Linked DNA regions of Mus musculus: region 2 is linked to region 1. A link is a contact called in public promoter capture Hi-C data. All regions are on one chromosome and are shown on one strand. Each heading gives the region's core, a stretch centred on a gene start, on an enhancer-like site or on the middle of the called end of the contact. The rest is flanking DNA. Distances are from core to core; before and after follow the strand shown. Region 1 holds the start of Chst10 (carbohydrate sulfotransferase 10). Region 2 holds the start of Il18rap (interleukin 18 receptor accessory protein).

What was found. Promoter capture Hi-C pulls out the DNA fragments that hold promoters and counts their contacts.
Region 2: a contact with region 1 is called in a promoter capture Hi-C map of pre-B cells, with 2.7 times the contacts expected there. The contact joins the promoter of Il18rap here to the promoter of Chst10 in region 1.

Annotation. Positions count from the first base shown.
Region 1 is chr1:38,896,539-38,899,458 of GRCm38.p6, reverse strand. Chst10 (carbohydrate sulfotransferase 10) reads left to right here and starts at 1,299. Exons shown (of 7, transcript NM_145142.2): 1 at 1,299-1,569. It overlaps Gm51581, which reads right to left and starts at 2,849. Exons shown (of 3, transcript XM_030243909.1): 1 at 2,804-2,849; 2 at 1,826-2,057; 3 at 509-1,742. The coding sequence starts at 2,849. The coding sequence ends at 1,109.
Region 2 is chr1:40,513,974-40,517,085 of GRCm38.p6, reverse strand. Il18rap (interleukin 18 receptor accessory protein) reads right to left here and starts at 1,724. Exons shown (of 13, transcript NM_010553.4): 1 at 1,610-1,724; 2 at 1,311-1,386; 3 at 551-689.

The DNA of each region.
Region 1 (2,920 bases), core at 50-2,549:
GGGCTGGCCAGCCATTGTCAGGACAAAAGTCAGTCATAATCTTCATAAATTGGGCCTTTTAAAAGTCACAGCTTCTGAGTGAAACGTACAGAAACTGGACTTCTGAATCACACAGAAGCTGTCTTCTCGGAGCCTGGCCCAGTACTCCTGGGCAGGAGAACAGCCTTGGAGATAATGGGGTCTACTCCCCATTCACTGTCTGTGTTGTGTTCCTGGGGAGGCTTCCTGTCTGCAGATGACTCCTTCTGACTGAGATAAGTTCACTGAGAAACCAACCCTGCCAGTTTGTAAAAGTTTTTCTCCAGACATTTCTTAACCAGTTCTCTCTCTCTCTCTCTCTCTCTCTCTCTCTCTCTCTCTCTGTGTGTGTGTGTGTGTGTGTGTGTGTGTGTGTGGAGAGAGAGAGAGAGAGAGAGAGAGAGAGAGAGAGAGAGAGACATTCTCTGTGTAGACCTGGTGGAAGTTGCTCTGTAGACCAGGCTGGACTAGAACTCAAGAATTTGCCTACCTCTGCCTCCCTATACTGGGATTAAAGTGAGCCACCATGCCCAGGTAACCAATCAGGGTTGTTAAGAAACTATGAATGGGGCTGGAGAGATGGCACAGCAGTTAAGAGGTGGTACCACCTTTGCAGAGGACCTGAGTTCAGTTCCTAGCACCCACACTGAGTAACTCACAATTCCCTCTTAAGTCTTGCTGGAAGGGATCCCACACTTTTCCTGACTCTGTGGGCCCTATATTCAAGTATACACACCCACACAGAGATGCAAACATAAAAATAATAAAAGTAATTTTAAAAAATCTATGGATAGAGGAAGGTGTGGTACCTAGCATTTACCATGCCCTGCATCCCTGAGGCTGAGAAAGGAGGATTGCCTCACGCTGGAGTCCAACCTGAGCTTCGGAGTGAGTTACAGGTAAGCCTGCACTCCATTGAGGCATGGTCTTTTAAAAAAGAAAAAACAAAATAAAACAGAATAGAAACAAATGCAAATAACTAAGGAAGAATAAAGATTTGTACTATACCAAAGCTCAAGCGATCTGACCTTTCCTCAGGTCAAAAAAAATTTTTTTTTTTAAAGAATGATTGTTGATCTACTTATGTGTTTCATTGTCGTTGACATTGTTGCGTTTTCCTAAGTTTTGGATTTCCTTTGCCTTCTCCAAGGTGTTTTCTGCGCGGTGCGGCTGGGTTGCTGCATCTGTACAATTTCTCCACAGGCCAATGGGGACCAGGAGGCCTGGGATGGTGGGTGCGCGGTGCGTCCTCCTGGCTTCCTGCAACGTGGACGCGCGCGCGCGTGCACAGCGGTGGCGGCGACGACGCGCAGGACCAGGCCCACACTCCCGGGCGGCAGTGGGCGGCGGTCTTGCACCCCGAAGCTCGCACGCGCCCGGCTTCCTCCTTCCGGCGTGGCTGCACCCCTGCACCCTGCAGGAGGGTAGGCGGGTAGCGGTGCGGAGGTCTGGGCAGAGCCCGCCTCCGGGGCTCCGGGGACGCCCACAGGCCCCGCGAGGCCCGAGCAGAGCGCCAGCGGCTGGGAGGAGCGCGAGCGCCGATGTACGAGGGTGAGCTGGGAACTCGGGGGTGGCGGGTCTCAATGAAGTGCTGTCCCCCACCCCTTTGCCGGGTAGACAGAAGGGTGGTGGACTCGGTTTTCCTCAGCGAGCTACCTCGGTGTGTGCTGTGGCGACTTAAAGACGTCCCTGGATGGAGAGATTCCTGGGAAGAGCCTTCATCACTTAATTATGCAACGAGGCGGCGTCCTTGTGCTGGATGCAGTGATGAATGGAATCGATGATACTTGAACCATCCATCGTCTACCTTTGCCACCCTGGGATGGAGACTTGCGTTTGTAAATGTGGGGTGGGGTGGAAAGAGGAGAATGTTTTCCCACTTGGGTCCCAGGAGCGTGCTGGGAAGGAGGACTGGAGGGAGGAACCTGTGCAGCCTTTGCGAAGGAGCGCACGGTTGAGCGCGGCTCCCGGGGCGCTAGGGGAAGGAGTTCTGCCTGCGAGCAGGTCCTGCTTGCTGGCCCATACCTTCACCAAGAGGTCTGTCAGAAGTTGGAGGTCTAGGCATCAATTACTGCACTTTCTGGCTGGAAAGATGAAACAGGTTTTCCAAAAGCTGGTGCTTTTTCGTTCTCCAAGTCTATTCAAGGCAGGAAAGGGCAGGGCAGTGAATACAAAGTAGCTCAGCCAGGCAGGTTCTGGTTAGCCACAAGGAGTTGGGTTTTTGCGCTGGTCTATTGGAACTGCCAGAGCAGGATATGTCTTGAGACATTCTTAAAGTGAGACAGCTCAGCTTCGTTCCCGCTTGCTGATCACTAGCCACGACTTCATCTTTTCTAAGTGACTGGGTTAAAAAGAAAAGACACAAAGAGAGAAATGACTTTCTACCTTCAGTGGTCCCCAGGATAATTAGGACATAGTTTATCTTAAAGCAGAATTGGAGTTTCAAGATGAAAAGAAAAATCTTCACATGTTTGCTCTTGACCCTCAAGAACAGAAGAAATTCCCAAGAAAGCCGCCCCCTCCCGGAAAGGAAAATAGAGTTTTGTTTGTTTGTTTGTTTGTTTTGTTTTTGCAAAGTTGAACAAAGAGCATCAGAAAACACTTGCAAGTATTCTGTGCCACTTGCAGTAATATTTGGGTCCGTTTTGAAGAATTAGGAGAGAGCCAGGAGTACGGTGGGGAGAGAGGACTGACTATATAAGACCCTGAACTTGAGATCTTCTGAACCAGACAGTTTTCTCATCACACAGTCTGGAATTGCTTAAGCTATGTGAGGCGAACTTACCATTAATTTTAATACTGAGGTTTTCCTGTTTTAGAATAAAGGCCATTGTTTGTTTATTGTGCCAACAGCCCTACCTATGATTTCTCTAATGCCACCAGGTTGACGTTTATTCCATTA
Region 2 (3,112 bases), core at 475-2,974, 1.6 Mb before region 1:
AGCTACAAAAAGAGAAAATGATTTGGATATCCCATTTTTTATCAATCCAGATAAAACATCAACAAACTTGGGCATTAACCAGTACCACAGCTCAAGTGGGCTTACTAGACATCTATAAAATATTCCAACTAAAATCTTCAGAATATACAGTATTCTCAGCAGTCATGGTAGCTACCATTATTGTTTTTGTCCACAGACCAGCCAAGAACAAAGCCATTCTGAAAAGTCCATACTTCAAGCCCTTGCCTCCCAATGTCTGTTTTTAAAAGACTACACAATCTCATTCTACCATTACCCAAATGCATCAGGAATTCCAAAGAGATCATCCAAGAGTAGAGCATCGTACTTGTTGAGCACTGGCCAACTTAAACCAACATGGCTGCCAATTCTGCATATGGGAGTAAAAATGACTGACAGATACCAGCAAATGTAAAACTCAAGTTTGTCATTCTGTAAAACATGTGTGCTGTCATTCTTATTGTCCCAGTAGAAAACCAAATGTTGCATCACTCATAGCAACGGTGCCCGTTATGAAACAATGACCACATACCTGTTCAGTAGTAGAAGGGAGAATCATATCTGGAGGAAGAGGGTTTCAAAGTTTCTCATCTTGCCACCACTATTCGCCTTCTCTACAGAAGGAGGTCGGAGGCCGGTGAGATGATCTGAAGATCTGCAAGGTCTCTTTCCTAAAATTTTCCAGAAGGCTTTTATTTAAAAATTCTCTCTTTTTCTCAGAAGCAGAAAAAGTTAGCCTGAAGTTATTCAAAAGATACCCAATTTGACCATATTTTAGAGTAATAATGAGCTAAGTTTTTCAAAGAACAAAGCTTTTGCTGGGAGGAGAAAAATGAAAGCTGTGAATGAATCACCAGGAAGCCTCTCAGTCCTGTGCACACCCTTAAAGTACAAATAAAAAAGAGATGCTATGGCCTAGTCTAATAATTGCAGTAGTCAAAGAATACTGATAATGCTCACATGGTCCATAGCAGCTTGTTCAGTGCTTGCCTCCAAAGATGGACAAGTAATGTGGCCATTCAGATTTGACCCGCATTTGATTGAATCCCTCTATAATCCTTTCAATAAAATGTAAGAATCACTGTTTAAAACAAAGGTTTACTTTGTAACTAGTCACTTATACAAGTTAAGGTTAAAACCGACACTGAGATACAAATGTTGCTGCCTAATAGCACACCTGTGATTAAAAATATTCCACAAAAAGCAACTCTTTAGCAATTCACTTTTTAAGTCCTTTAAAAATATATATTAGGGGTTAAGGAATCTAGGGAAAGAATATTCTGGTCTCTTACCTTTGTTTCCTGCTCTTACATACACAACAAATAAAGAAATTCAAGTCTTTATGTCAGTGAATGCCAGCTTGTGCATCTGAAAAAAAAAGTGTGAAAAACACCCATTTTCAAAGGGTTCTGCTACATTTTTTTTTCTTAGCAAGAGAGTTACTTGAAGAAGATTTAAGGACTATCCAACCCATACAGTTTTGAAATAATAAGTTATACCTGGACAGAAAAGGACAACCTTGGAATTTTGTAAAGGACCTCTGGTGTTGGAAAATGCCCAGTCATAACAAAGGAGAAATGAAGTAAACTACCTTTATCCACGGAAGAAAACTCCTGAAATAAAGCATTCAAAGCTGTCCTCTGGCCAGCCTCCTTGACAAGAAAGGGGTTGTGGTTAGGTTTAGTTGAAATGGTGAGTAAGCCTGCTTCCTTTACAGGAATTTCCTGTACCAAATGTTAACATTCGACACGGTTTCTCAACAGGGGAGTTCTTTTTTACTTCCTCCTCCTCCTCTTCCTCCTCCCCCTTCTTCTAAAACAAGCACTGCCAACCTTGCCTTTCATTTCAAACCTAAAGGCTTTCTTCTGATGAACTCTCTCTCTCCAGCATCACTTTTACAGAGCAATAATTTATCAATGAGGAGAGTGATATAACCGTAGCTTTGAAAGGCTCGGAGGCTATGCTTGTGCACCGTGGAATGCCTAATTAAGAACTGCACTGTAATTAAAACAATTTAGAGGACCGTGAGACCACACTAGTCCCAAAGCCTCTTAATTAAACGGAGCCTATTCTCCCCATAAAGACAAGCTGAAGCAGCGGGGCACAGCAAACCATGGGGATTGTTTCAGCACAAGGCTGGAGAAGAGCATAAAATAAAAGCAGAGCCCAAGTTCATGTCAGAGTGGGGGCAAGGTAAGTGTTGACCTGAGGTGAAGGTGAAAATCTAAGAGAAGAGTTAGCAACTGAGGGCAGGTCTAAGCCAATAAATAAATAGATAAATAAATAAATAAAATCATGTATTCATGCTAATTGTGGAACTAGCTCAAATCCCAAAAGGATTTGAGGTTTTCCTACCACCTATTGCAGGTTCAGAGGAAAGCACATGAGGGCACATGAGCTTAGACTCCCAGGGTGTGACAGGGACAGCCCAGTAATCCAAAATCTAAATGGGATTAAAGGAGGAATACTGAGGATGAAGGGGAAACGGATAGACCAGGCATTGTTCATGATAATGGTTTAATTCAGGCTGAGGTACATTCAGAGTGCCTGGGCGTTGGGAGTGTCCTTATCAAACCTCAGAGATCTGAATATAGACCTTAAAGTTAAGCCCAAAGTTACTGCCAGTGTGGTCTCCTGAAGTGAATTCATCAACAGCTTTTCCTTCGAAGCTTAATGTGTCCTTTATAAACTGTTTTTGGAAGAGAAAAGCAGGACATCATGAACCACAGGAGATTTGGGATCAGATGAAGGTCTTAGTCACCACAGGAAACTCAGGCTTTAACACTTGGTACAAGTAAAATCATTGCGGAGCACCCTCATGAATAGAGAGAGCTGACCTGTGGAACAGAAGAGGAGACAGTGTAGAAACAAGTCTAACTGTGTGTGGAAATTTTTAAAAATAGGAAAGAGCATCACAAACTAGACGTAGTGTGGTAACTTAGGTCGCCCTATGGAAAACTACGCAACAAATTCTCCACTCGCACCACACAACAGACTATGTTCCAAATGGACTCAGATCTTTTTACTTAAATTTATTTTTTTAAATTTTTTAATGTTTGCAAATAAATTAAAGTATAATTACAACACGTTTCCT